6 separate regions of the Mus musculus genome follow, and regions 2, 3, 4, 5 and 6 are each linked to region 1. A link is a contact called in public Hi-C, HiCAR-type and HiChIP or PLAC-seq data. All regions are on one chromosome and are shown on one strand. Each heading gives the region's core, a stretch centred on a gene start, on an enhancer-like site or on the middle of the called end of the contact. The rest is flanking DNA. Distances are from core to core; before and after follow the strand shown. Region 1 holds the start of Maf (avian musculoaponeurotic fibrosarcoma oncogene homolog). Region 2 overlaps Gm31278 (a long non-coding RNA gene). Region 3 overlaps Wwox (WW domain-containing oxidoreductase). Region 4 overlaps Gm31278 (a long non-coding RNA gene). Region 5 has its middle 51 kb from the start of Gm31225. Region 6 overlaps Wwox (WW domain-containing oxidoreductase).

Region 1 (4,776 bases), core at 836-3,335:
AATGGCAGACTAAACTTTCAGATTTGGCATCATAAGGCCAAAACTCACAAGTCACACCCAGAAGGTTGATGTAGGCTTGATTGTGGCAGGTTCAGGAGTGGCTTTAGTTCATTCTGTTTTAGCATAACAATGCTAAGATAAAACCCCCGTGGAACTCAGCTCGCTGCAAGGTCTATAGCATTTCACATTTTTTTTTCCTTTGCAAGCTCAATCAGAAGAACTCAGAAGGAGGGGAAAAAAAAACCCTGCTTTTTTTTTTTTTCCTTTTATCTCAAGAACATGGTGCAGGGGTGGGGGTGGGGGGTGGCAGAGGCTGGGAAACACAGCAAGCTCCAAAAAATTAGTAATAGTAATAATAAACAAAAACAAAGAAGAAGAAGAAGAAAAAAGAAAATCCAAACAAAATAAAACACACAAACACACACACACAGAATGAACACCAGCTCATGAGCTGAAGAAGAAGAAGAAAAAATATATATACAGGCAATTGATGGCCCGGTTCAAAGGTGAGCTATGCCCTACATGAAGTATGCTGCTCAGATCTTTGACCCTTGTGCAAGTCCAGGGTATGTGTGGGGCAGGCGGTGTAAAAAGAGTAGTAGTTGTAATAATAATAATAATAATAAAAAAGAACAAAACAACCAAGCTAGCAAGTTACGGGGGAATTCAGGTTGGCAATCCATGAGCCAGACACCCTTTCCCTCCCCAATTCAAAAGAGCCATCACCACCACCACAAGCTTGGTGTGTGTGTGTGTGTGTGTGTGTGTGTGTGTGTGTGTGTGTGTGTGTGTGTCTGTTCAGGGCCAAGGGGAGCAAACTCGCCAGGGGAGGGGGCGAGGTGGTGGCCGAGCGAGCTTGGCCCTGCAACTAGCAAGCCCACTCAGGAGCGGGACCCCCACGGAGCATTTAACAAGGTGGCTAGCTGGGATCGCGTGTCACACTCACATGAAAAATTCGGGAGAGGAAGGGTTGTCGCTGCTCGAGCCGTTTTCTCGGAAGCCGTTGCTCACCAGCTTCTCGTATTTCTCCTTGTAGGCGTCCCTTTCGCGCACCAGCCTGGAGATCTCCTGCTTGAGGTGGTCTACCTGCTGCAGCAGCTGGTTCTTCTCCGACTCCAGGACGTGTCTCTGCTGCACCCTCTTGAAGCGGCAGGACTGGGCATAGCCGCGGTTTTTCAGGGTCCGCCTCTTCTGCTTCAGTCGGATCACCTCCTCCTTGCTGACCCCGCGCAGCTGCCGGTTCAGCTCGCGCACCGACATGGTCACCAACTGCTCGTCCGAGAAGCGGTCGTCGAAGTGCAGGCCGCCCGCGGCATGGTGCGGGTGCAGGGCGCCCCCCGCCCCCGCCGTGCCCCCGCCGCCGCCTCCGCCGCCGCCGCCCCCGGCGCTGGCCGGGCCACCGCCGCCCGCGCCACCCGCGCCGCTCGCAGAGGCAGACGCGCCGCCCGCGGCTCCCGGGGCGCCGGCCGTCGGATGGTGGTGGTGCCCCGCGGCGTGGTGGTGGTGGTGATGGTAGTGGGGTGCCGCGCCGCTCTGCGCGGCGGCCGCGGCGATCACGGCGGACACCACGGCGGCGGCGGGGCCCATCTCCTCGCCGCTGCCGCCCAGGGAGGCGCCGGCGCCGGCCCCCGCTGCCGCGGCCAGCTGCTGCGCTCCCCGCGCATAGCCATCGAAGCCACCCTGGAGCTGGTGGCTGTTGCTGATGAGCGCCTCGACCGCGTCCTCCGGGCTGAAGCCCAGCGCCTCCGGGTTGAGCTGCTGCGGGTAGCCGGTCATCCAGTAGTAGTCTTCCAGGTGCGCCTTCTGTTCGCTGCCCGAGCCCGGGCTGGGCGCCGAGAAGCTGGGGGACGGGGGCACCGAGCTGCAGGGCGTGCTCATGGGGGTGGAGGACAGCGAGCCCCCGGCGATGAGACGGCCGCACTGGCTGATGATGCGGTCGGTCTCCACCGGTTCCTTTTTCACTTCAAACTTCATCAGATCGAAGTCATTAACATATTCCATGGCCAGGGGACTGGTGGGCAGGTCGGAATTGTTCATTGCCAGTTCTGAAGCCATCCTCCTGCCTCCGCCGCCACCGCCGCCGCCGCTCCGCCAGATGGGCTGCAGGAGAGGGGCCAGCGGGCTGTGCTGGGTGGCCAGCGGGTGAGCCAGCTTGCCGGGCTAGGGCGCTTCTAGCTTGCGCGGCGGTGGCTGTGGCCCGAAAGCTCGAACGTGCACACACCCCCCGCCCTGCCCGCAGCCCCCCGCGCCCGCCCTCCCTCCCCCTGCTCACGCCAATGTGCTCTCTCTCTTTCTCTCTCTTGCTCTCTCGCTCTCTCTCCTCCGCTCGCCCCGGGCCCCCTCCTCGCCTGCTCGCCTCCCTGAGCTCCGATCCCGGGCGCTTCAGGCTCGGGAAGGTCCTCCGCGGCTGGCGGTGACGGTGGTGATGACAGCGGCAGAGAGGATGCCGGAGGAGCACGGCCCGGTGCGCGGCGTCCCCGGCTCGCCGCTCCGCTGCGCGCTTTGCATAAGGAGGGCTCGCCTAAGCCGGCCGGGCTGCAGGCGGGGCGCGCGCGGAGGCTGCTCCGGGGCTGTGTGGCGCGGCGGGTGGCTGTCCCGGAGGCGCCGGCCTCCACACCGGAGTGGTTAACACTTCACGCTTCTCTCCTCTTCTGCCTGGCTCTTATGGTTACTATTATTATTTTCTTTTCTCTCTCCGGATCCCTCGCGTGCGCGCGCTCTCTCTCTCTCTCTCTCTCTCTCTCACCCTCTCCCTCCGTGCAAAGTGCAAGACCGAGGTGCAGGCCGGCTGGAGGCAAGGGAGGGGGGAGTTAAGTTCTTTCTTCCCCCACTTTTTTTCTTTTGGTTTTGGTTTTTCTTTTCTTTTCTTTTTTTCTTTCTTATTATTTTTTTAAAGCAAAATTGCAAGTCCTGGGCCAAGGCAAAGCCGAGAGCAAAAGGGTTGGGGGGAGAGGCCGAGCGGACGAGCAGCCCGAGCTACAGCTCCAAGATGAAAAGAGATTTTAAAGCCTCTGATCCCAGCGAGAAGAGTTTAAAGCAATTGCTGAGTTTTATAGCACCCGTGACGTCAGGCTCAAATGGGAAATTGACTGGCACTCTCCGCCAATGGGAGGCGGCGAGAGCGGCAGCGATTAGCATAATAGTATAGAAACAAGGAAACTTTTCGGAGCTGTCAATCACAGCCCAATCAGCTGACTGTCAGCTGGGACAGGTTTGCTTAACCCTTGCGGCGCTGCTACTGGGGCGCAGCCAGGGAGCAACACCCCCCACCACCGGCCGGTGCGAAGTTTAGTGCACCAGGGGACAGAGTTTACTAAAAGGGCGGCTGGAATCCGGTAGGACCCGGGAGGATGGTTTGCTTTCCTCGGAGTTCGAGAGAGGCCTGCCCGGCTGAACCGCAGCTCTCATGCTGCAGAGATCCGCCAGAACTCCCCTGTCCCCTGCCGGTCCCGCACCCTGACAACGTGCATTTATTTGTCTTGCAGTTTTCGATCTTTGATCCATCCTCTGCATCTTTCGTGGCTGTTGATGGGGGTAGCCGAGTGCTTTCCTTCCTTGAATCTGACGCTCCAGGGGCCCAACTTGACTGAACTCTTTGTCCCTCTCTGCAAGTGAGGTGATCAGATGGGGGCGCCAAGGGTGCGGGGACCCAGAATGCGCGCGGGGATCAGTGAGCAGTGCGCCTGCACTTTTTTTTTTTTTTTTGATTTCACGCGGAGAAGAAAACCAGTATAACTCTTGAAAAAGCAGGGGGCTTAAAGTATATAGGGACTAGCTGCCCCCTAGCATCTTCTGTCCTTGGAGGGACAGACAGAATGATGGTGCCAGCAAGTTGTTCTGGGACACTTTAAGCCTGAGCCTGATCATCCCGGCTCAACCCTCAGCCTCAGGACTCTAGAATGGAGTTTGGCTTTTGAGAAATATTCATATTCATTTTCTCCTCTCTCCTCTCTCCTCTCTCCTCTCTCCTCTCTTCTCTCTTCTCTCTTCTCTCTCTCTCTCTCTCTCTCTCTCTCTCTCTCTCCCCCCCCCCGCCGTTTCTCTTCTCTCCCCTCTACAATCCACCACCTTTTCCATTTATGAAACCTGAATCCTGCTTGAGATGCCCCCCCCCATACACCCTGACCATACCATTCTCACCATTATGAAATCTGAACCCTGTTTATCAGGGTCCGGAGCGTCTTTGCACTCCCACCTCGCTTAATTATTTGGTATTTAGAACTTGGTGGTGAAGGGCGGGGGGGGGGGGGGAAGCGGGGGCAGTACCCCAGAGCCCTCCCGGCTCCTCTCCAAGGGTTAAATTTTAAACCAATATTTTCCCCCACCTCCGGACAAGTCCGGAAACCCAGATTGGGGGTGGGGTAAGGTTGCCCCCCTCCCGTTGCAAATGCTAATAACCGGTTCAGTTTTCTACACTGATTGATTCTTCCAAAGCTATGCAAAAATATTGGGGGGGGGTGGGCATAGAAAAAAAAAGAAAAGAAACTAACAACTCGTTTCTAAGATTTTAAAGCGATAGGCAAGTCAGAAGAGTGGAGGCTGAATCTGGGAAAGCAGGGTTGTCTGAAACCACCTTACATTTGCAAGACTGTTCTCACCTGCTTGGAAATTGGGACTCTTGACTCCTTCGAATAATGAAATGCATCTGGTGTTGATTGTATTTGTTTTAACCATATTGGGGGTATCTATGAGGGTGTCCCCCGCCCCCCCCCCAAAAAAAAGAATCAAAAAGACTGCAAAAGAATCCCGAGTAAAAACTATTGTTGGATAGAGTTG
Region 2 (4,776 bases), core at 1,532-4,031, 580 kb after region 1:
GTATACACATGGCAAGAATAAAATTGCTTCTATTACTTTCTCACTGATAATATGCAAACCATTGTCTAGGGTAATTCTTTATGAAGAAATGAGAGCAAGGCCCACATTTACACACAACTGTAATAAAGCAAACAATTAAACATCTCATCTCCTGTTGGACCTAAAGACACCAGAGCTCTGGAAATGTCTTCTATCTCTATACTTTTGTCTGTCTGTCTGTCAGCTCAAGAGATTACTCCACAAGTTTCTTTGAAGGTAGATGAGTTCATAGCACCAAGGAAATAGAGACCCTGAGGTGTACTTGGCAAACAGTTTTTCTTTCCTAGATACAGCAGGCCATTCACTGCCATTGGGTAGTATAGCAATCGAGTTCTGGACTTATCGTCAAAAGTAGATGTGAGTCTTGATTCTGCCACATGTTTGCTTTGCCATTGTTAGCAATCTCTTTAACTTCTCTGAGCCCTGATACCCGCAGCTGTAAAGTGTGAAGTGTGATACATAGGCTTCTTGTGAACGTCATGTGGTAACTTACCTGGGAACCCCTCAGCCTGACCCTTGAGTCACTCTGGGACTATGTGTCAGTCGATGTGATAGTAGCAGTGATATCAAGCCTTGCCATAGTCAAGGTTGGTAAAGGTGTTCCTGGCCAGGCCTGGTGAACGAAACATGGTAACCAGGAAACTTTGAGTGCTGGAGGACACTGTGAGAAAAATTGATCTTGCAGCAATGACCATGGAGAGAAGCTGGTAACCACCCGCTGAGTGGGTGGCTTCACCCAGCTGGATCAGCAGAAAGGGTAGTCACTCAACACCAAGACCTGCAAATGCCCCTCTCTTCCCTCAGGACCGCAGATTCCAATGCGAAATCCCCAGAGGTGCAAATCACAGGAGACCCAAGGCCCTCCCAGAAATACATGCCCCCCACCCCCGTAAAGGAGCTGGCTCTCAGCAGATTGTCCCTGCATCTGGTCATGAGTGGCCGTGATGGGGAGCAGAAGGCAGAGGTAAGACCAGGAGGAGACCTTGGAGGAAATCCTTTAAAGTTCACAAAATTTAATTTTGTCCTGGTTTTGTTCGAGGCTGAGGGGTCAAGACATTTCTTATTTTATCCAAATCAGCTCAGAAACCTCCATAGAGGGGACAGGGTGCTGCTGTAATCTTTCCAAAGCCCTCAGCGAAATCAATGTCCCTGCTCTGCCCTGAGACCCCTAAAATGTCAGTGGAAGTTAGAACCTTAAATAGCCTAAAAGAGGAGCATCATCACTCCTGCTTTCAGTGATAAACACATGGAGTGGAAGAGCCAGTGATGTGTGGGCTGCATGCCAGGAGGGTCAGCCTCCCTTATTTCTGCTGCTTTGTGCACTGGGCATGACGCTCAGATCTCCTACTATCATTTTGACAGGTCCCTTCTCATCAAGGTCATTTCAAGGATGTGTTCTCACCACAGTGGGGGCCAGCCTTTGGTGATAAGTTCTTATTGGTGAGCCCTGCCAGCTCTTGTCTGTCTTTAGGTGCTATCATAGGCTTCTTCTCTGGGACAAGGTTGTGACAGAGGCTCTTAATCTGTCTTCAATACAACCTCTCTGCCCTATGCTGCTACTCACAGTTGATAAGAAAGTCTAAATAGGGGACACCATTGTCCCCAAGGCTTAAGAACATTAATACCCTGACTAAAATTAAAGTTTTCTGTGGGGTTGGAGAGACAGCTTGGTGGCTGGGAGTACTTAGGGCACTTGTAGAAGACACTGGTTGGGTCCCCAACACTTACATGGTCACTTATAACTGCCTGCAACTCCACTTTCAAGTGATCTGATGCCCTCTTCTGGCCCACATGGGCACCAGGCAGCTACACTATGCACACATTGCAAGCAAAACACTCATAAACATGAAGTATAATACAGTTTAATTCTTTAAAATTAAAAAATGTCCAAAGATTGATTCTTTCTTCTCTCTCTCTCTCTCTCTCTCTCTCTCTCTCTCTCTCTCTGTGTGTGTGTGTGTGTGTGTGTGTGTGTGTGTGTGCGCGCGCGCGCGCGCGTGCGTGCATATACATGCAGAAACCCAAGGAGGTCAGTAGAGGGCATCATATTTGATTAGAGCTTGAGTTACAGGTGGTTGTAAACAGGGCCAGGAACAAAACTCAAGTCCTCTGTAAAAGCTCTCAACTGCTGAGCCATCAACCTACCATCTTTTTTAAGCAATTTATATTAAATTAAGGTTTTTCTAATCCTAACTGACTGTGGTTTCCACCAAGCCTCAGCCTCTTGCTCACGGATACACAGATAAAATTTGATTGGCTCTATTCCAAACACTTGGATGTTAAATTAATGACATACTATTTTTGGAAAATGAAACTTGAGAACTGTTTCTAAATGGAAACACATTACAGTAATGATTTTTTTTTGTAATTATCCAAAGGTTTGAATTAGAACTTAATTTTTCCCCTCAGACCCCATTCCAAAGCCTACTAGTCTCATTGCATACTCTATTTGTGTCTCAGTTTCCATATTTTGGAAAGATGATCTGTAACACCTCCAGTGCCATTGTGAAAGCTCCAAGTGACACTTTCATATCCACTAGGTAGCTGTATGCTGTGGTTAGCTTTCTCCCACCTTCCAAACACAACTTCATGTATCCCTCCAAACCAGATTTCCTTCTCTCTCCCACCTGTCTTCCAATGCAACTTTTATTGGCACTACAGGCTGATCTTAGCTCTGCAGAGAACCTGGTACTTTCTAGGGTACACTCTGACCCGTGAGTCACCCCTGTCCTTGTTTATAGGAAAGGAGGTCTCTCTATCGTGGACTCTCCATCAGCAATGGGCAGAGATGCCAAAAAATCAAAGTGCAGTCTTGGGACATTCAGCAAACATTAACCACCTCGTTAGAGGTTATTTCGCATCTGGCTCCATCATACACCAATTAATCATGTCCAAAGGATGGTGAGTGTGGGAAGGCTGCTCACAAGTGATGGATGACTACCATGCTTGGGTGCTTTTAGAACTAAGCTGTGTGGAGGAGGCAGCAGGGCAGGCTGGGCATCACTATCCTGGGAAGGGTCTGGGTATCTTTATTCCCTTTTGGGAAAATGTGCTGAGGTGTCCGACAGTATCTCCAGGATCCCACACGGATATTCTAGGAGCTTATGTAAAATGGTTTGGTATTTGCATATAACCTATGCACATCCTCCTTATACTTGAAGCATCTACAATTACTTATCATTCCTAATATGCGATGTAAATCATTGTCACATCAATGACCAGGAAGCAAGACTGTACATCTTTAGCATTGATAATTCCTTTTATTTCCCCAATAAACTCATCTCAACACACAGAATGGCTCTGTGGACACAGAACCCACAGACACTGTGATAGTTAATGTTGACTGCCAACTTGACAGCATCTAGACTCACTGAGGAAACAAACCTTTGGGCATGACTACGAGGGAATTTCTGACTGGTTAATTGAGGTAAGAAGATCCATCCTAACTGTGGGGTGGTATCATCCCATGGGCTGGGGTCCTGGACTGAATGAAAAGGGGAAAGTCAGCTGAGCACCAGAATTCATCTCTCTCTGCTTCCTGACCATGAGTGTAATGTAAATAGCTAACTCAAGCTCCTGCTGATATGGCTTTATTGACACAATAGACTGTGCGTGCTAATGGTGATTCAAAAGAAGCCCTGTGCCTTCTTTACATTGACCTTTGTCAAGTATTTACACAGACCTACTGCAGATGGACAAACCAATTCTATATGAAAAATCATTCTAGCGAAGTCCCTTTGCCCTATCAGCTAGACAACATAATAAATCATATATCCTGAGTTGGAGAAGGGACATCTCTTAGGAAAAAAATTACTCCGTCTTTTTCTTTTTTATCCTGAACTAGATGAAAGTCCTGATAAAGGCTAGGAAGAAAAGAAGTACCATATCCATTGGTAATTCACATCAATGACCCATCACAAGGAAATAGAAGGGAATGGAAGAAGCTGAGATCCAAGGGATCTGTTATTGTGAGCAAGGCTGACTTAATCAAACAGAAGTAATCTGCACCTAGTCTCCATCTGCTAAGTGAGAATTAAGAAATGTGTTACCAATCATGTAGATGAGAGGTGGAGATTAGAGAATATTCACAAAGCATTTGGTACCGTGTGGAGAATGTCATGAAGACACTAAGAAATTCTAGCAGGTGTCATGCCTTCTTTGCAGTTGCCATACTGTTGAGGCAAGAAGAAAGGGCTCCCTGAAAAGAGCTCATGGGTAAGTGCCACAGTGACTTCTGCACAGGGGACAACATCTCTAATTAACTCGCACAGAAGACTTCCCGGACTTCTACTGTCAGCCCTAATGACATTCCCTTTGAGTTTCTAAGAAGTAAGGGAGGTGGATAGTAACATGGAATCTACACCACATTTAATCTCCTCATCTCCCCCAAACCTCCTTCTTTATGGATGTGCTAATTCTCTGTGATAGGAAGAGAGACAGAGACAGAGAGGTCAAGTCCAAAGCCAAGTGGTAAGAAGTGTTTAGTCCTACGTTTCCAACTCAGTGCTGTGGCTTCTCCAAGATGGCACTGGCTCTGTGCATTTCTTGTGGGCTATGTTCATGCACTATTTCTTCAAAAAGCAAGGTAAAGGAAATCTACGTTGGGAATCCATAATAAGGGAATCCAATTTCAAAATACATGGCAATGAAGTAACTTGTCATAAGTGATATGGCTAGACATGATTTTGTGTGTGTGCATACACATGTGTCTGTGTGCATGTAGGAGGGGCATGAATA
Region 3 (4,776 bases), core at 686-3,185, 570 kb before region 1:
CAGAGGGTTGGGCTTCTGAGCTGAGAGTCCCCCCTTCCCTCATCAACAGAACTGGAACAATTTCTATCTCCAGCCGGGAAAAATTGCATGTAGCTTTGTCTTTATTTCCTCCGACTTCTTTATCTCAGTCCGCACGACCAATCCTGGGACTATTTCAAGGGACATTGCCAGGCTTTCTTTCCTTTGGCAAGACAGAGCCTGTGTCACCTTTAGGTCGGATTCTAAGCCTTTTACATTCTGTCCCTCGCTGAGAAAATATAAAGTTACCTCCTCATCCATTGTCTGGATAAACACAGTAAATAACGTACACGGTGCCACACATCTCCAGTGCCACTAAAGATGAGGCAGAGACAGGAGAAATGCTGTGGGTTCGAGGTCTGTCTGAGCTACCTAGTAAATGCCAGACCAACTAGGGCTATAAAGCAGGACTTTGACTCAAACAAAACAAAACAAAACAAAACCCAAAAGCAACCAAAAAAAAAACCCCAAAACCCCAGAAAACAAAGACAAAAAGCAAGGGAGAGATGCACTATGTTCTCACAAAGCAACTGAGTCCAGGGAAGCCCAATCTCGTTAATACTTTATAAAGGAAAGGAAGGAAAAGGCAGTTCTTTGGGGTTTATGTTGAAGAAGCAGTGTTTTAGATGATGTTGTAGCAGGGCACACTGCAGATAAATGAACCATCTTCCAGATAATAACCTAGGAGGGCTCCGCGTGTCACACATCACACCAATAAACATCTTACTTAATTGAACAGCAAGCGTTTGTCTCTCTTCCATTTCTCACAGACACTGGCTTCTGCAGAGTCTTAGGAGAGGCCAGGGTTCCTCGGAAGCTGGCTCCACTAGGAGGTGTAGCCTCCTTTTCCAAAGCTAGATTGAGGTTGATGTAGGGACCCCATAGTGGGTATAAAATCATCAGCCGAGATAACCAGCCCTTCTCTATGCGTGTATAAATAAAGGTGTGATTTGTTAACAGGAGATTGTTAACAGCGTTTCCTTTGGTTTTTATTTAGAGCAAACTTGAAATATTGCCGGGGCTTAGGGTCTCTGGTAAGACGACAGTGGTCCAGGCCAAGGAGAAGGGCACAGTGTTCTGTGGGTCCATAATACATTGTGCAGCTAGCACACGGTCAGACCCCAAAGAATAGAGTCATTTGTTCACACTTCTCGAAGCCCAGTGTTGGTAGTTCTACATGTGGATGGCCTAGCCCAGACAAGGGCATTGTCAGCAGGCAGCATGGAGCCAACTGAGCTTGTAAGCAAGAGTGCCAGGCTTCTACCATAGAGCTATCTGGCAGTCAGGGGTTGGGGGGAGAATAGCCAAGACTCATGGTCCTTCAAGCCCAGAAGGACCCTTAGTCTAAGGGCATAATCTTCCCTTCTATCTTTGCCAGCTGCCATATGTCTCCCCGTGCTCTGACCCTCTGCCCGAGTACCCCAACCCCATCCCCAATGACTGGTACCCTCCTGCCCATTATCCCACAGTGCTTGAAAATTTTGTGAAGCCTCTTTGTGAAGATGCCCCAACATCCCCCTGGTGCATTTGGCTAGTGCCCCTCCTCTGGTCCTGGAACACTGAAAACTCTTTATGCTTCTACCTGTGTGGACTTCAACATTCTCTTCATTATTCACCCTTGCAAGCCCCACAGAATTCTTGGCATAGTGTAGACACTCAGATGTTATTTCTCAGGTGAGGGAACAGACCCATGAGCAAACAACTGAACGGATGAGCGAGCATGGGCTTTTGTCCTTGCAAGACTCCGCGCGCCCTTTCATCTCAGCAGCATCTGTGAAACACACCTACCTCTTTCTGATCTTCATTCTCAAGCAGTTTTGAAATGAGAACCAAAGCGGCAACGTTTTGCTCTTGGTACCCCAGGACCTCACCCACTCCCGACACTCGGGGCCTGTGTGGTAAGGATCTCAGATCCGGAGTGTGTGTGGCTTGTGTGGGGGTCTGTGACTAAGGGAGCCACCCGGCATACGGTGGTGAAACCCGAAAGGACGACTTGAGCAAGTAATTTCTGAAGAAACCCAGCAGGCAGGGCAGGAGAGGCACGATGTGGAACAGGAAGTTGCAACTTGGCCATTTGTAGCTCCATCTGGGTCTCCTTTATGGAACCTCAGCCTGGAAGAAGCCTGGCTGCTCATTTCTAAGCTTTAACATCTGTACTGGAGAAGAGAAGATGAGTTTCTGGATTAATGTCATACCAAAACCAAATAATAATAATAATAACAATAACAACAAACAACAAAACAATAATAATGAACAGGTAACATTTGGTCTTGCCTACATTAGATCTCTCTATTAGAAATTCTATTTAAAATGTTTGTTTGGTTTTTTTTTTTCCCTCCTCTTGGGACCAGTCTTGTTGGGTCCCCTCCATGCTTGGTTCCAGTGGAACTAAAGGGCAGCAAGCTGGCTGAGCCATCTAAGATGTACGGTCACCTCCACCCCTGCCTAGGACCTCTGTACAACCAACACCTAAGCGCTTGGCTGACAGCTGCCGTCCTTTTCTGTTTGCCTTATTGCTTTGCGTCTAGCATGTCAGCTCACTAGAGAAATGTCATCTGACTAGGGACAGTCAAGAGTCACCTAAGTCTCAAGTCAACAAGGCCACTATCCGTGCTGCTTCTCCATGCGGCTCTGGGAAGCTGATCTGTCTACTTTGGTCCCTAAAGTGTTGACTCTGTTCCCTTTGTGTCTAGTATTTGTTTGAACACGCCGCTTCCAACTATATGTGTGTGTGTGTGTGTAAGAACTAGAGATCTGGGGGAAATGGCAGCAGGGGTGTGTGTGGCGTGTGTTTGTCGGGAGTGAGGGGATGGTACTTGTCCGGAAGGCTCAGAAATCTCTGTGACCTCCCTTGGAGAAGGAGACTTCCTTGCAGTGTCTCCCGAAGACCCCAGGTTCCAACAGAAGACATTGATTCGCCTGGTTAGTTATGACCTCAGAACTTCTTGTGGCTCCCTTCTTTCTGATCCAGCTCCCAAGCAAAGCCAAAGGCAGAACGAATGTGGGCAGAGACTGGCTTAAGGAAGCCTGGCCCTTGCTCTGGTCCTCCAGATTGCTCTCACTAAAGCCTTGCTGTGTTCCTTTCTTAGAGAAGCTTTCAGCCCTCTTCTTATAGGACACTGTGAAAAGTAGGCACAGATCCTCTCTAAGCATGGGGGAGACTCTTTGCATTTAAAAAACAAAAACAAACAAACAAACAAAAATCCCAAAAGAATTCATGTCATTGTGGAGTATTCATAAAACAAAAGAGAGAACAGATAGACGTGAAACAAACTATTCACATTCCCAGCCACACCCTCTGTGCGTCGTTCATTTGTCTATTTACTTCCAGTCTTTTGTTTTCCCGACCTATTAGTTGGGCATTGATTTGCTTCTAAGCAAAAACTGCCATTACTAGCATACCATCATCAGTGACAAGAGAAGGACATATATCTGTTCAGGGCAGGTGGCTGGGACCTTCTCTTCTCAGTTGCTTGGACTCTGAGACCATATATTAGACAAGGGTTTCTACTCTGCCACCTTGTTTTTGTACAGGACTGTGTTAGGGACAGGGCAGAGAAGTCCTTTTCTCCTGAAATAGTTGAAGTTGACTGAAGTTCCTGTGGTGTTTGTAGACAGAATCTTTCTAGCCTGCAGGGAGAAACTGATAGGGCCTTCTCGACAAAACCCCCTCCAAAGGCATTGGACAAAACCCTTCTCTAAGAGTGCATGCAAACACGTTTCAAAGGCATTGGACAGTATCCCTAAGACTGCATGCCCTCACACCTGAAACAGCAGATACCCAAGAACAAACAGGGATTCCTGGTGGCCGAGGATTCTCTTTCTTATCTTGGGAAGTTGCACTAAGTGTTCCAACTGGAATATAGAATTGCATCTGTATCCCAACACAGTTGGTAACTGCAGGAGGTACTGTGGGGTGATTCAGCTCATGGCCACCTTATTCCCTGATATTCATCCTAAGTCTACACAGGACCACGGGATCCCTTGTACTGACAAGCCTCCAGTTTGAAAACTTTACTGCGTGCTAGGTCATATTAGCTCTACGTTAGATGGAAAGACGGAGGCCACCTGCCACATGTGATTCATCTCCACCACAGCTGTTAGTCCTTTATTCCTGGTAAACTCTTCCTCTACCGAGTTTTATTCCCAACAATGCTCCTGGAATGGTTTCAGTTCTCTTGGCTCTAAGAAGGTTTGTAAAAATACCACTTACCTAGACAAACCTCAGTTTTCACAACAAATTGTGCTGCATGACTGTCTGGCTATCTAACCACAATTACAATACCTGTACTTTATTTAGTCATTACAATGTACTTAAAAAAGTAAGAAGGAAAACAGCTTTTTCTATCTCAGCCTCCTGTTGGTGACACGGATGACATAGTCAGGTGTCCCACTGTAGGAACCACAGTTAGCATTTCATACCAGGACCAAAATCTTGACCCCCAAAAAGAGGCTAGATCTACATATTTTCATCTTTCAAAAGATGAAATGGGTAGACTTGGTTTAAGTTTTAAAATTGCAGCTGTTTGAAGAGGAATTTTCGCAGAGTTCACTTTCCCCGCTTGAAACAGAGGAGCAGATTCGGGACAGTCTTGAAATCCCCCTAGAGTCTGTAAGAGATTGTACAATCCTTTAACTCTCTACGACTGGCCCCAGTGAACAATATGCAAGGGCCACCCCATATCCAGATGTTGCATTTCCTTCAGGATAATACAGCAGACTCCTATAAGGCCCCGGGACTGGTCCTGCATTTTGCAT
Region 4 (4,776 bases), core at 808-3,307, 550 kb after region 1:
AAGGAGACTCTAAGAACTACAAGAGAGGACCCAGATTTCGCCTATAATGTGCGATGATTCTAGAGGGACTCCCCTAAATTAACAGCAACACAAGTGGAAGACAGATGATCATCTTCATGGGACTGAATGCCCAGTGACTTGATCAAGAACTTAGAGAGCAGCAGAGATGAGAAACAGATAAACATTGAGTACCTCAGCCATAGATATCAAAAACACCATCATGGAAGAAACAAAACCTTACTGGGAAAGGTGCTGTTGGGTGGCAGGTGGTTTAAATAAACCAGCACATGAAAATGATACAATGTACTTTATAGGCAGTGAAATTGGAGCAAAGAAAACAGGTGGACTGGAGAGATGGCTCAGCCATTAAGAGCGTCTTGCAGAGGACTGGAATTCAATTCTCAGTACACACACAGGGTGGCTCACAACTGCCTGCAGCTACCATATACCACACACACACACACACACACACACACACACACACACATGCACATCTTACCAGAAGCATGCTGTCTTCTGATCATTCAATGACCCTGAGTCATTTTGCCTGTATCTTGTGTACCCCAAGAACAGACAGAGTTCTTCTCCTTTTCATTCCCTTTCTTCTGTCTTTGCAGATCTGTGAGCGGAAAGACCCTTGCCAAGAGCCGAGAAGCAAACTCAACTCTCCCTTGCCCTCAGTGCTGGGAGTTGCCAGGAAGGAGCTCAACTGGAAATCTTTGACTATTCCTCTACCCCATCTTTTCAGACTTTGAGTTGTGCCATCTCAAACAAAGACTACGAATAGTTCCCACTAGCCTGAAAGGCCCATTGTTGGGAGGGAGCTAAGCAGAGTTGTCTCAGCTGGTCTCACACACCTGCAATCCCTCTCAGGAGGCTAAAGTAGGGTCATCAAGAGGTTAACATCAGCCTGTATTGTAGGCCCTGCTTTGAGAAGCCAACCAAACAAAGTAACATAAAATAATGCCACTGGTTTTTTGTTCAAACTTCAAGACAGGAGCCTAAGATTTTTCATCCACAGGAGATCTTGAAGCAACAAAATCAAGTGTTTGACAACCTGTGACCAGACTCAGGGTCACGGCCTGTGTACCCAACCAAGCCAACCATCTTCAATAAGCCAATTAAAAGAACCAAATTAATACTGAAGAGCAAAAAGAGCAGATTCATTCAATGTGGCCAGATTGGAAAGAGAGACAAAGAGACCTTCTAATCCAAGTCCTTCTGTAATGGTAGTTCACAAAGAGAGCAAGCTATACAAATCACCAATCTGCCTGGTATAGGTGAGGCCCCTGCCTTCAGCTACCTTGGCTAAGATGCTCTCTGTCAAGGGGATCTGACAAGTTGTAAGTCTATCCAGGAAACAAGTCCCCTCCCCTGACCCCTGCCTTCAACCTCTTCTTCCTCCAGTAATAGGAGGATTCTTGTTTCTTGAGGTCCATTATTTCAATGGTCAGATAGGCAAAAAGGATAACTACACTTGTTCCTGACAAGCAGGCTGATTACAAACTGAGTGCCCCGCCCCTGCCTCCCTTTATGAGCAGTTTTCCCATTACTCTGTATGGCAAATGTTTAAAATTTCAAGCTGGATCTTCTATTTGTGGCATGTAGGATTTATGGTCTTTTGATTTCGGGTTTTGTTTCTTTTCTTTAAAAAAAAAAAAAAAAAAAAAAAAAAAAAACAGGCTCTGTGACTATTTCCCACCTTATCCCCCTCCCCCGCCCCAGTTATCAAAGATTATAGTATTCTAAAGTATGTAAAATCATAAGTAAGAAGGAAATGTCTCAAGATGCTTCTTAGGTCACATCTGAACAACTCTTGACATCCTACGTTTGGCCTGGCAAAAGAAAAGGCATCCCTTATTATGACTTCCGACCAGGATGGGAAAAGGGGTTTCACTTTGAGTCTGAGGGGAATCTCCCTGAACTCATAGGAACCCTCAGCAGGTTCACCTCTGAATTTGTGTGTTAAGGGCAAGCATCTCAACCACTAAGGACCCAGGTGGTGACAAATGAGTAAGCTCCCCCAGGGAGGTAAAACCAACCCAGCATGCCTTTCTCCCAGGCCAGGGGGCCTGAGCAGGCTGTCTGCACTGTGCGTTAATCAACTCTGCTCTCAAGTTACTGTTTGTCTGTGGGAGGAAATGCCAGGAAGAAATCCCTGAGTAGGTTTAGGGCTTACTTCAAGACTGATCTTTGGGACAGATAGACTTCAAGTTTTAGAGGCTTTTTCTTTAAGTTATAAGGTAACAAATTCATAAAAAAAAAAAAAGATCAGCTTTGGGGTTCAGATAATCACAGCAGAGTTGTTTGTTAGTTTTTAATTTCTGTTTCTTTGGGAATCTTGCTAGGGAGGCAGTGCATACACGAGGGAAGCGATTCATACAGAGTGTGTTAAATGTTCACAGTGTTGTCTGGAGAGCCTTAGGTCTTAAATTTAATGACTTCCCAGGGGTCCAAAGCCACATCTAGACAGAAATGAGAGTCATTTTAACCTTTCTGAACCCCTCTTTTTCTCACACGGTGTGTGATTCTCTGTTCTAGACGGTCTCAGCCTATCTGAGAAGGAGCCACAGCGGAGTCACATGCCATTTTTCTCCCTGTTGATCACTTCTAGTTTTGTGTGTCCTTGCCTCATTTCCTGCATGTCTTCAAAATTGATCGTTTTATTAATTCTTTGAAAGTTTAATACATGCATCCAATGTATTTGATCACATTCATTTCCCCACTCCTCCCATACCCACCCTCCATGCCCCTCCCTATTTCATGTTCTCTTTTGTATATGTAATGTTCATATGTGTATATATATAAAATGTATATGTATATATATATAATTCATATATGTGTATATAATGTATGTATATATAATGTTCATATATGTGTGTGTCTGTATAATGTGTCTATATGTATATATGTATATAATGTTCATATATGTGTGCATGTATAATATATGTATATGTGTCTATATAATGTTCATATATGTGTGTATTTAATGTATGTGTATGTATATATATATATGTGTGTGTGTATAACATATTTACATATAATGTTTATATGTGTGTGTATATATATAATATAAACCTATTGAGTCTAATTAGTGCTGCCTATATGTACATGGATATGGGCCATCCACTGGAGCATGGTCAACCTAGCAGAGGCCACACCCTAAAGAAAATTGATTCTCCCTCCCTCAGCCACCACCAACTATTAATAGCTCCGCAGCTAAAAGCTGGGGACTTGCAGCCCCTCCTTCCTTCACGTCTGGAGGTTGGCTGACTTGATCTTGCAGGCCTTACAGTGATAACCACAGCTGCTGTGAGTTCATCAGTGCGGTGTGCCTGGCACATTCATTTCACCTCTGTCCTCCCCAACCTCTGGCCCCAGTAGTCCATCTACATATTCCCTGCACATTGCACGGAGGGGTGTGATGTACAATCCTCACTTACTGTTGAGCACTCCACAGACACAGAAGAGAATGGCTGTACCTCATGTGAGAGATGGTAGCTTTATGAGGTTCAGCGTTCATATCCTGCCAGCAGAGTCTCAGCTCTGGGACCAACCATGGACAATGACCTAACTGTGACCTGAGTAGAGAATGGGAATGCATGCCTCACAGTAAATCATTTCTTGAAGAGACTTGAAATGGTGTCTAGGTTTAGTATACAATCACCTTGACATAAGAAACAACTCATTAGCTGCTCAAACCATGGGTGGTGTTGCCCCCAATGCCTGCTATTTGAAGAAGAAGAAAAAAAAAGATTAGGCCACAATTTTGCAGGTCTTGTGTTAATCTGAATTTGATAGCAAAATAACAAGAGAGAAAGCAAAACAACAGAGCCACAGAGGACCCTTGGGTGCCAGCAGAAATCCCTTCCAACTTGCCATGTTTCCACAGGAAGTTCAACCGTTCAAGACAGAGCGTGGCTGCTCTGCTAGTACAGTAAGAAATGCCTGGTGACTGCAGGGAGGAGAAGCTGGAAGCAAGCAACAGGGTGCAGCTAAGCAGCCAGGGAGTTGCTCTTCCCCACCCGCTCAGGGGCAAACTCAGAGAAACTTTGTGCAAGAAAAGCAATTTACTTAGCTAGCTATTTTCTAGATTTGCTCAGCAATTATTTCAGCTATTTCTGTTTAGATTAGACTTTTTTTTTCCTGGTCCCTGACCAGTGACTTTCTGCTCTGCTGGGTGGGGAAGCCTGGGCGTCATCTTCTCTCCTGGTAACTGAGCAACCCCGGGTGGAGACGGTGGGAGCGCAGAGTGGATTGTATCTCAAAAGTCGCAGGATCTCTTCGAGGTTAGCCACTGCCGGGAGAGTCCTCGGTAGTAGGAAGTCACTCGGTGCTGAACTCTGGGAATCACTGGTTTAGGAGGTTGGGGTAACCAATGGCTTCAACAGCTCCTTGGAAAAATAAATATCCCAGATTTGAAGATTTTTCTGATTTCCTGATGTACGCACGTATTTCCAGCAGGCCCTGGTTTTAGGCTATTAATAAAATGCTACTGTGTAGCACTGAGAAGAATACAGGATGAACCAGCCTGCCTCCATCCTAGGCTTAAAAACTAACACATAGTGAGGATGAACTACATTCATTCCTGCTTATGATTGAACCTCTGTTTTGCAAGGGTTGAGCTATACCACACCTGTAACCTTAACTACAAACGGTCATGTACTGCCTAGTGCAAGAATGGCAATCACATCTTTGTTTGAAAAGGTTATAGGACCTCTATGATTACTTTATTATGACTACTTCTTGGGATTATCTTGTTTTGACCACCTGTTA
Region 5 (4,776 bases), core at 811-3,310, 530 kb after region 1:
TTCATCTCAGCTTTATCCACTGGGAGTCCTTCTTGCCCACGAATCCATCTTTCTAGTAGATTCTTTGAGCTCTATGTATTTTATTTGTCTACCCACAATGTATTTTTAATATTCCTTTTGTAGAGGTAATACATTCGTGTGGCTCATGAATTAATACTCTAAAATTTATACACACAAGATTCTCCATCCCACTCTGACCCAGTTCTCTCCTGATCTTTAAGCCCCACACTCACGTAATAAAAAAAATGTTTAAAAATGTTACCTTCTTTGGGTTTTATACAAGGAGTAGAACAATGAACGCATATATGTACCTGGTTCTCTTGTTTTACTTAACAATATTATGCCCTAAAGATTGCTCCATTTTGGTACACTTTAGGGCATATATTTTACAGCTACATAGTATCCCATACTAAAATTACCCCACAGTTGATGTAAACCATCCCTCCAACTTCAAACTGATATGCAGTTTCTTCTTTTTTAATTTTTTCTGTTTTTAAATAATATAACTAACAATAAAACATGCAATTATGGTATATTCCTATATAGCTATAGAAAAATCCTAGAAGTAAAAAAAAAAGCTATTTGGAAGTCTATGTGTTTGTAATGCATATTACTAAACTGTCCTCCAAAGGGACATTAAGTGACATTCTTAACTCACAAGAGCATCTTCTCCACAGCCTCACGAACATCGAGCTTGTAGGTAAAAAAATAAATTCTTCCAGTTATCCTAAGTACCATAAAGACTCCCCAGTTAACCAGTGTGAACTGTCTGATACTTGAACAGCACACCAGCAAATGGAAATCACACTATACATGGCCAGAAGGCTACCTTCCCAGAGTCCTCCTGGACCTGGATAGCCATGGGTAGGGGACACAGGTCTATGGAACACCAGTGCCACAGTGAACCTTCCTGTCAGAGAAGTTAGGAAACTGTAATGTCAGGGGGAGGGGAGAGATTTTACTTGGGGCCTTTAATCTAATTAACTTAAAGGTACGTTTGGAGACAGGTGAATTGGTTGGTGTAAGTACAAGAGATGAGGAAGAAGCAGAAGGAGATATGCAGGTGGGGATTAGGAAGGATGCTTCCGTGCTATGCAGCCAGTACTCAGCTACCTCATCACCAGTGCCAGGTGATTAGCATATAAAACAGGTGCAAAGGAGGGGTCTGGGAGGCTGTCAAAGTGCAGAAGAGCAAACTGGCAGGTCAGCCCACCCTGGTACAAACCACACTCCTCGCGCCAGCCTCTTGGGAATCTCCCGGCCTCCTCCTGTGACTCAGTTTCTTCCCTGGTACTCTAAAGGATCTCTGATTTCACAGGGCACGGAGAGGAGTAGCCGGCCAATGAGCTTTTGCAGAGTGTCCCAGTTCCCAGCACATTGGAGATTCTTACATTGGATTTGAAGCTGGACATTTGAAGGTGGCACACACCTGTGATTTCAGCCCTCTGGAGGCTGATGCGAAAGAATCTTGGGTTGGGGACAGCCTGGAGTACATGGTCAGAGGCTTGAAGGGTAGCCTGGGCTATGAGCACCAAGAGGCCGGGTCTCAAAACAAAGCAACGGTAACAAAATAACAAAGAACTATCAACCCAACCACTGCTCCATGATATGATGACTACTAAGTGGGTGGAATTAGTTTCTACTGACTTATTGGGTCTCTGGAGTCTTGGGCCAGAAGGAGCTGAACACCAGCTATTCTACCATGTCTAAGTCTGGTTTCTTCACCTATCAGAGGGGGATGCTGACAGCAAACTCACTTTTGAAACCGTGGGATAACGTCGCCTAAACTGAATGCCTGATACAACTGAAGGGGTTCTCAGCAAAAGCCCATTATTTGCAATGTCGGCTTCTGCTTAGGCCCAGGGGTCCTAGGAAACATCTGAGATCTGTGTGTCTTTCTGAGGCAGCTTCACCTGGATTCTCCCAGAAGCTTGGACACGGACACACCGTTCCAGAGCACAGGAGCTCTGCCGTTCTTGCCCCCTTCTGTTCAGCCAGCCCTCGGGACCAGGAAGAGGACTTGGAGAGGCAGCTGAACCCTGCCTCTCCAGCTCTGGTTGTCGCCTCTAATTCACTGTGAAAGGGCCTCAGCACCACCCCCGTGAGGTCCTTAAATGTTTTATGAGCTCCCTGAAATGCTCAGATAATTAAAAACACTTTCTTAATTTAATAGCTTGGCTTAATGAAACCAGGACTTTATGTTTTCTTTGGAAGGGGGTGAGCACCCCAGCCACACTTATTAATTTTTTGAGACTGTGCCCAATTGTGCCCAGGGATAGAAGGAAACCATTGCTTCCAGGGGACAGGGGCTTTCCTGAGCCTGTGACAAGTCTCAGGCTTATTAGAGCTCATTATATCCTGGGAGCCTGAAGACCTAAATTAGCAATCATCTCGGATGACGTGGCAGGCTATTATTAAGGAGGCCACTTATTACAGAAACATGGAATTATCAATTAAAAAGTAGGCTTCCTAGGCCCCAAAGGTACGATCGGATTACCTGGGCCACTCTGGGACTCACTTCCAAGGCCATAGAGCAGAGCAGGACCCTCTGGGAGGAACTACTTCTGTCAAGCTTAATGAACATGATCCCCTGAGAAAGGAAATGCCATCATTTAAACAAGTTGCATGCAAGCCCAGTGGGCCTGGGAGGTACCCACCAGAGCCTTCATTCCAGCCTGCAGTCATCATCGAGCCTCTAGGAAGTAGGAGTCCTTTGGAGACACTGCTAGCCTTTCCCCAGGTCGCCTGGGAGGGTGGGGTGTGCTGGAGCTTACAGTCAGAGGCAGTAGTGCTGTGGATGGGGGCTGAGAGCAGCCCTCAGGAGAAAATTCTCTGTGCTTCTTCCCAACACCGCAGATCAAGTTCATTGTGTCAATGGCTCAAAGCCAGTCATGGTGGCATCATGGACAGCAGAGAGACGGGCAGATGTCGGCAAGTGCCTCTTCGTGCCCTGTTCAGTGCATCACGGCTCTAGATTCAGGTCCACGTTTTGAATGGCCCCTTGAGTCCAATCACAAGGCATCTATTAGCTTCCCAGAGCTTTCTTCACTCTGACCAAAAGGAAGATCAGGCACTTCCTACGTTTGCTTCGTGGTGTTATGATCAGTGTCTAGTTCTTGGTGCTCTTCTCACCCCATTACGTATCTTTTTGTATCACCAATAAGCAGCAGGAAAGGTGGCTCAGTCAGTTAAGCGCATGCCTTACGAACACAAGTACCTGAATTCTAAGCCCAGACTCCACATAATGTAAAAAACTGAGTGTGGTAGCAAGTGCTTGTAATCTGGTGCTGGGGAGGTGGGGATGGTTGGGTACTTGGGGCTCTGTGGACAGCTGGCCTTGTCTACTTGGTGAGGTCCAAGCTAGTGAAAGACATTAAGGGAAGGAAGGAAGGAAAAACGGAAGAAAGGAAAAACAGAAGGAAGGAAGGGAGGGAGGGAGGAAGGGAGGAAGGAGGGACAGGAGGGACAGGAGGGTCAGGAGGGACAGGAGGGACAGGAGGGAAATGAAGGAAGAAACTAAAAAACTATAACCAAACTGTCTTTTACATGTACACACACAAACATTTACACATTGTATATGTATATGTGTTTGTGTATGTGTATATGTAATGCAGATATATCATAAGCAGAGACATACACATCATATACACATGTATATACACATAACATACATATACACACATATACATACGCTGTATACCAACTATGTCCTCCACATTGTTGCTCCAGCTGGGATAATAGCCATGAACTAAAAGAGACCATGGTCCCTCCTCACAGAACCTGACAGTGAACAAGCATGCATGCACATGAGAAGGAGGTCAGAGCTGCAATGAAAGTACAGCAAGGCGGGAAAGGGTCGTGCTGTAACCAGAATCAGGCGCTTCCCCTTTAAACTAGGGGAAGTAGAGTTACAAGCACCAATAATACTTTCTCAGGCCCCTAGACTTGTGCAGACATAGGAGTCACATGCAGCCTTGAACAGAAAGCAAATAGCATTGGTGGCAATTGTTTAAATGTCTTGAATGACAGCAAGTGCTAGTGACACGGCTGCCAAGAGCACATGAGATACTTTTCTTGTCTCAGCTCTGAGATGTGCTATGGGTGTGGGACACTGATCCCAGGAAAAAGAAACTGCCTATTTCTGTCATTTCTTCATCCCCTCCCTTTCTCAGCTATCTGCCTGCACAGCAACCCGTGCTTTTTCCAAGGGTAAGGCGCTAGGTTTTAGGAAGCGACTTAATAGGATTGTGTGGCCAGGAGAAGGGAGAACGGAGGCAGGTAGGCTGGTGTGTTTCCATAAATCATGCAGATTTTAATTGGAAGTGGTCCTGTTTTCTATGGTAGGAAGGCAAGAAGACAGAGGCAGTTCATTATGCTGGTGTGTCAGCCTGATTAGGCGGGACTGGGTACGTGGAGAGAGGGCCAGCAGAGACTAGCCATCCATTACCAAGACTTCAGGAAATCAATTAGCTGTTGATGGAGGCTCATGAGGAATCCATACTGAGCTGTGTTCCTAAGCAGGATGATTGGTGGAGGCAAGCCAGCTGAGTTCGAGGTGATTTTCCCAGCGAAAGGAAATATTCCAATCTTCCTGCGTTATGAGAGAAAGAAAAGAGGAAGAGGAAGGAGAGGAGGAAGGAGGGAGGGGAGAGAAGAGAGAGGGAGGGAGACAGAAACAGAGAGAATAAGTGTGTGTGTATGAGAGAGAGAGAGAGAGAGAGAGAGAGAGAATAAAGCTATCAAATGAATATTCTAATCCAGGCTTGTAGAGATCTT
Region 6 (4,776 bases), core at 1,557-4,056, 530 kb before region 1:
TCTTACCTGTTGGGGCATCTTCTGGATATATGCCCAGGAGAGGTATTGCTGGATCTTCTGGTAGTACTATGTCCAGTTTTCTGAGGAACCGCCAGACTGATTTCCAGAGTGGTTGTACAAGCCTGCACTCCCACCAACAATGGAGGAGTGTTCCTCTTTCTCCACATCCTCGCCAGCATCTGCTGTCACCTGAATTTTTGATCTTAGCCATTCTGACTGGTGTGAGGTGGAATCTCAGGGTTGTTTTGATTTGCATTTCCCTGATGATTAAGGATGTTGAACATTTTTTCAAGTGCTTCTCTGCCATTCGGTATTCCTCAGGTGAGAATTCTTTGTTCAGTTCTGAGCCCCATTTTTTAATGGGGTTATTTGATTTTCTGAAGTCCACCTTCTTGAGTTCTTTATATATGTTGGATATTAGTCCCCTATCTGATTTAGGATAGGTAAAGATCCTTTCCCAATCTGTTGGTGGTCTTTTTGTCTTATTGACGGTGTCTTTTGCCTTGCAGAAACTTTGGAGTTTCATTAGGTCCCATTTGTCGATTCTCGATCTTACAGCACAAGCCATTGCTGTTCTGTTCAGGAATTTTTCCCCTGTGCCCATATCTTCAAGGCTTTTCCCCACTTTCTCCTCTATAAGTTTCAGTGTCTCTGGTTTTATGTGAAGTTCCTTGATCCACTTAGATTTGACCTTAGTACAAGGAGATAAGTATGGATCGATTCGCATTCTTCTACACGATAACAACCAGTTGTGAATAAACCTTAAAGGCTTATTTAGGTCATTCCTTGATAGGAACACAAATGAGAATTGGCGTGAGAAATCATTGAGGGAAGACTGAGGCCAAGGCCACAGGAGCAAAGATCGATGAGGTGAGGCTGAGGGGACCGAGCTGGCCACATGACTTCATAGGAAGGCATTAAAGCAGGACAATAGCTACAGGCACCGTGGAGAGTTGGGAGTGACACTTCCTGGGCTGGACTTCAGAACACAATGCCCCCTGCTCTGAGACAGGGAGATTCACTCTCCAGACTCTGTTGCGGTTCGGTGGGCTTTGTCCTCTGAGAAGTGCAGAATTAAGACCAGGGCTTTCAGCGCTGGACTGTGTGCATCCTGAAAAAGAGATGCTCTCTTAGAACCTAGAATGTAAGAGAGAGGCCTTAACAGTGGGCTGCACAGGCAGATCCCAAAGCTAATGGCATGTGTCTATTTGTTTTAGTGTGTGCACACACGTGTTCATGTGCAGGTCAGACGACAGCCATGAATATCATCTACCTCCTTTGACGTGGGGTCTGTCATTGGCCTGAAACTTATCAATCAGACCAGGGCTGCCTGGAGCACCCCCGTTACTCCCCATCCCCCTTCCTACACTGGCACTACAGGTGCATACTACCACACCTGGCATTTTCAATTGAGCCCTAAGAATCCAACTCAAGTTCCTTATGTCATCAAGGAAAGTATGCTACCAGCCGAGCTTCTCCTAGGGCACCAGGACACATGCTTTTGTAAGAGGCAAAGGCAGAGGTAGAGAGATGAGGGCAAAGCCTAGGTGAAAACGAAGCAGAGCTTGGAGACTCAACTCGAGTCCAACGGTACTAGGGATGGCCATCCATCCCTTAGAGACTACCAAAGGAACCCCACTTTACTGAGAGAATGCCTTTAGCCTCTTGTTCTCAAGGGTGCTGGGACAACAACTTCAAGCCAACACAGATACCAGGAAGCTAATGTGATGGATATAGACACAATAGTCTTTTCGATGACCCCATGACCCACATCCAACCTGCTGCCTTTTTCCGCATGCCAAACCGTTAGCGTTAACAACCCACACCTTCCTTTACATTCTTCACTCCTTTCTGCTTAATTTAGCAATCCCAGCCTCTAACCTACCCTGACATCCCTTCTCTGTCTTTCGGTTACTCTGCCCTTTGTCACCTCGGCCTCCCCTTCCTTCCCACCTTTCACCCTGCTATCCTTCAGATCTCAGCTCAGCATCCCAATCTCAGAAATTCCACCCACCCTAGGCCCCAGCCTCTGCTGGCCAGAATTGTTGCCTTTGTTCCAAGGTCTCTCCGAACCACAATCCCCACTTTCTGCCACTTACTTCAGCCTGCCGTTCTTCATTACTGTTTGCAGGACCTTGGTGAATATCTCCCGTCTAGTCTCAACAAGTCATTGCAATTGGACCAAAGTTAAACCTGCCAGGAGATAGGCCAGGGCAGCCACTCGGTAAGCACTCATGGACACCAAGTGAATAAGAAAAGTGTTTTGTAGTAGAGATAGTGGGAACAGTATCTGGATGACACCATGACATTCACTCCAAATGGAAACCTTCCATAGTATTTAACTTTGTTATTTATGCTAAGTGGCAGGCAATGAAGTTATTTTTTCAGTCCTCTGCCCTAGGCCTGCCAGCCTCCAGCCTTGCACACACTGTCTATCAGTAATATTACTGTATTAGTGCATAGCAAGGGATAACCTCTGTCCATGGTCCTCTGGGGGTCCCTGCCTACCCCAGGTCTTGGGGGCTATCCAATTCTCACCTCAGCTTCTTATGTGGACCTTTGATCTGAATTATGGAGTTCCACAAATCTTTTCCTTTTTGAGCCACATGGACTTGGTGCTGGGCTCAAGGTGGGCTTTTAGGAGCAACAGTACCTTGAAGACACTTAGCTCAGCGCTGCTTCCCAGGAAGGAGCGATGACTCATGGGGAGACGCGGTTTTTCTCAGAATGGTTTCTGTGGTTGTCTCGAGTCTTCTGAAGACCCTCGAAAACAGAGCAGCAAAAGCGGGACATCTTAGGGCTGTGCAGAGATAGCATCTCCGTAGGTTGAACATGACTTTGCCCTATTTTCCTTGGGTCCTCAGTACTGGCACAGTGAGTGGTAATAGAACATGTCCCGGTGAGTGAACAGACTTACTGGCGGTCTCTTTAGACATGTCAAACTGTAGTAACCATATCCAGGCCACAGTTACACAGAGTAGAATGTTAAACACTTGTCCACAGTGTTTGGGGACTACTGAAGACTCATGGGAAAATACAGGCTGCAAGCTGCAGGCCCGTTTCCCCCATCTCTCTCTTCCCTTCCCTCTTCAGCTCACCAAACATTTTATGTTTTAATCAACTTAATATTTTAAAAAACAATATGCTGAAATATATATATATATATATATATATATATATATATATATATATATATATATTTCCAGCATCACTCATGTATTCATAAAACTAGTATTTCTGGGTTGGAAATGTAGCTCGGTTGGTAAAATGCCTGTCTGGCATACACAAAGTCCCGGGTTCTGTCGTCTGTAAAACCTGGCGTGGTAGTGCATGCCTGTAATCCCAGCATTTGGAAGATAGAGGAAAGGGGATCAGAGGTACAGGGTCACCCTTGACTACTTAGCAAGTTCAAGGCCAGCCTGGGCTCTGTGACACCCTGTTTTGAGAGACAGAGAGAGAGGGAGAGGGGGAGAGGGAGAGGGAGAGAGGGAGAGAGGGAGAGAGAGACAGACAGAGACAGACAGACAGAGGAGAGGAGAGGAGAGGAGAGGAGAGGAGGGGAGGGGAGGGGAGGGGAGGGGAGGGGAGAGGAGAGAAAGAAAGAAGGAAGGAAAAAGAGAAAAACAGAAAGGAAGAAAGAAAAGACATTTATAACTTTAATGGAAACTTGCTTTTTCTTTAAGCTTCAGGCACTGATACACTTAATTATGCTTTTCAACAAGATTTTACATATTTAATACTCACTTTCAGAGCTTCTAGGTATCTCAATTATTAATTCTACTGCAGATTTATTGGTCTTGTGGCTCTCTCTTTAGTGTAAAGGTTGTAGATCCATCAAACATTGTTTGCTGTCTTCAAATTTCAACAGTGCTTTAAATCAAATCGAAAATCCAAAAAGCAGTATAACTCCATACAGGCACCTGTCTTCGTGACTGAGAAGGGCCAAGCCCCTACATCTTAAGACTTCCCCGTGGTCCTGATAGAGGGTCAGCAATGGCAGTGGGCCAGAATAATCAGAAAATGGTTTCTGACATCCAGTGGCCAGAGAGCAGCGTCTGCCCCAAAGATGCTATTTATAAAAGTAAACGCTTACAAATGGAGCAGAGTGTAACCAGAACTTTATGAATAAGTAATGAGGTCTAATTTTCTGTTATTATAACCATTGTTTAAAAATGCATGTCTGCCAGGGCATGGTAATGAGTCTGTATTACTTAGGAAAATCCTATGATTCTGTCCTTATTTTTAATAATTACTTTGTGACTTCTTCAGTGGAGTTTTTCCTCTATCAGAGTCTAGATTAGATCTCGGGGAGGGCAGTCAGACAGATGCCATCACTGCATTCCCAAAGGAGCTGTGGCTGGGCCAAGAGTGGCAGTGTGCTGCAGGCAGCCATTAAATCATTGCCACACCTTCTCCTTGTAGGTTTGGCTTATTCAGAGTCTAGATAGACATCTCCCTCCCCTCCCCCTCTCTCCCTCCCCCTCTTCCCCTTCCCCTCCTTCCCTCTCCCTCTCTCCTTCCCCTCCGTCTCCCTCCCTCTGCCTTTCTCTCTTTTTCTCTCTCTGTGTTATAGTATATGTGTATGACATAATGTGTATAGTGTAATCTGTCTGTTTGTGAGTGTGCTCACACACACATTTTTTTAGGAGAGTTGCACTTTCGTTTGTATACACATGCCTATAGAGGCCAGAGGTCAACTTCAGTTGTCATTCCTCAGTTGCTATCCACTTTTGAGACAAGGACTCTTACTGGTTTTGAACTAAAAAAAAAAAAAAA

What was found. Hi-C and Micro-C count contacts between places; a contact is called where the count stands out from the background. HiCAR-type assays count read pairs that join an accessible place to other places. HiChIP or PLAC-seq counts read pairs in DNA pulled down with a chosen protein or histone mark.
Region 2: a contact with region 1 is called in a Hi-C map of liver, with 2.9 times the contacts expected there. The contact joins the enhancer-like site here to the promoter of Maf in region 1. A contact is called at or near these places in 2 of 39 promoter capture datasets (hippocampal neurons and liver), 2 of 484 Hi-C or Micro-C datasets (both in liver), 7 of 115 datasets of contacts at active chromatin or transcription factors (SST interneurons, VIP interneurons, embryonic stem cells and 3 more) and 1 of 9 other capture datasets (embryonic stem cells).
Region 3: a contact with region 1 is called in a HiCAR-type map of Th2 cells, with 14 times the contacts expected there. The contact joins the enhancer-like site here to the promoter of Maf in region 1. A contact is called at or near these places in 12 of 39 promoter capture datasets (3T3-L1-derived adipocytes, the C10 cell line, the HPC-7 cell line and 5 more), 5 of 484 Hi-C or Micro-C datasets (Th2 cells, bone marrow-derived macrophages, muscle stem cells and 2 more), 19 of 115 datasets of contacts at active chromatin or transcription factors (SST interneurons, T-cell acute lymphoblastic leukemia, Th2 cells and 15 more) and 1 of 9 other capture datasets (embryonic stem cells).
Region 4: a Hi-C map of nephron progenitors shows a contact between it and region 1, with 3 times the contacts expected there. The contact joins the enhancer-like site here to the promoter of Maf in region 1. A contact is called at or near these places in 7 of 39 promoter capture datasets (the 3T3-L1 cell line, embryonic stem cells, hippocampal neurons and 2 more), 4 of 484 Hi-C or Micro-C datasets (nephron progenitors, palatal mesenchyme and uterus), 7 of 115 datasets of contacts at active chromatin or transcription factors (SST interneurons, craniofacial prominence, embryonic hindbrain and 3 more) and 1 of 9 other capture datasets (embryonic stem cells).
Region 5: a contact with region 1 is called in an H3K4me3 HiChIP or PLAC-seq map of embryonic limb bud, with 5 times the contacts expected there. The contact joins the enhancer-like site here to the promoter of Maf in region 1. A contact is called at or near these places in 4 of 39 promoter capture datasets (the 3T3-L1 cell line, hippocampal neurons, liver and 1 more), 2 of 484 Hi-C or Micro-C datasets (nephron progenitors and uterus), 4 of 115 datasets of contacts at active chromatin or transcription factors (embryonic hindbrain, embryonic limb bud and stem cell-derived neural progenitor cells) and 1 of 9 other capture datasets (embryonic stem cells).
Region 6: a HiCAR-type map of Th17 cells shows a contact between it and region 1, with 4 times the contacts expected there. The contact joins the enhancer-like site here to the promoter of Maf in region 1. A contact is called at or near these places in 12 of 39 promoter capture datasets (the 3T3-L1 cell line, the C10 cell line, HPC-7-derived erythroid cells and 6 more), 1 of 15 datasets of contacts at CTCF or cohesin (large pre-B cells), 23 of 484 Hi-C or Micro-C datasets (CD4 T cells, CD8 T cells, Sertoli cells and 13 more), 34 of 115 datasets of contacts at active chromatin or transcription factors (CD4 single positive thymocytes, CD8 T cells, DN3 thymocytes and 24 more) and 1 of 9 other capture datasets (adipose tissue).

The regions. Positions count from the first base shown.
Region 1 is chr8:115,704,809-115,709,584 of GRCm38.p6, forward strand. Maf (avian musculoaponeurotic fibrosarcoma oncogene homolog) reads right to left here and starts at 2,086. Exons shown (of 1, transcript NM_001025577.2): 1 at 1-2,086. The coding sequence starts at 2,055. The coding sequence ends at 943.
Region 2 is chr8:116,288,065-116,292,840 of GRCm38.p6, forward strand. The region is part of intron 2 of Gm31278 (a long non-coding RNA gene); the gene reads right to left. Among named protein-coding and RNA genes, the nearest start is that of Gm31278, 62 kb to the right of the region's middle. Within about 2 kb of position 2,782, at least 3 of the 459 cell types and tissues checked have an H3K27ac peak or open chromatin away from gene starts, as enhancers often do. A contact at or near this core is called in liver, where this site is marked.
Region 3 is chr8:115,135,081-115,139,856 of GRCm38.p6, forward strand. All of the region lies in intron 8 of Wwox (WW domain-containing oxidoreductase), which reads left to right. Among named protein-coding and RNA genes, the nearest start is that of Gm39257, 180 kb to the left of the region's middle. Within about 2 kb of position 1,936, at least 5 of the 459 cell types and tissues checked have an H3K27ac peak or open chromatin away from gene starts, as enhancers often do. A contact at or near this core is called in Th2 cells, where this site is marked.
Region 4 is chr8:116,259,439-116,264,214 of GRCm38.p6, forward strand. Gm31278 (a long non-coding RNA gene) reads right to left here. Exons shown (of 5, transcript XR_879224.1): 5 at 3,766-4,394. Among named protein-coding and RNA genes, the nearest start is that of Gm31225, 71 kb to the left of the region's middle. Within about 2 kb of position 2,058, at least 21 of the 459 cell types and tissues checked have an H3K27ac peak or open chromatin away from gene starts, as enhancers often do. A contact at or near this core is called in craniofacial prominence, nephron progenitors and palatal mesenchyme, where this site is marked.
Region 5 is chr8:116,239,286-116,244,061 of GRCm38.p6, forward strand. It overlaps a transcript of Gm31278 not described here. Among named protein-coding and RNA genes, the nearest start is that of Gm31225, 51 kb to the left of the region's middle. Within about 2 kb of position 2,061, at least 6 of the 459 cell types and tissues checked have an H3K27ac peak or open chromatin away from gene starts, as enhancers often do. A contact at or near this core is called in embryonic limb bud, where this site is marked.
Region 6 is chr8:115,175,760-115,180,535 of GRCm38.p6, forward strand. The region is part of intron 8 of Wwox (WW domain-containing oxidoreductase); the gene reads left to right. Among named protein-coding and RNA genes, the nearest start is that of Gm39257, 220 kb to the left of the region's middle. Within about 2 kb of position 2,807, at least 18 of the 459 cell types and tissues checked have an H3K27ac peak or open chromatin away from gene starts, as enhancers often do. A contact at or near this core is called in CD8 T cells, DN3 thymocytes, Th1 cells and 4 more, where this site is marked.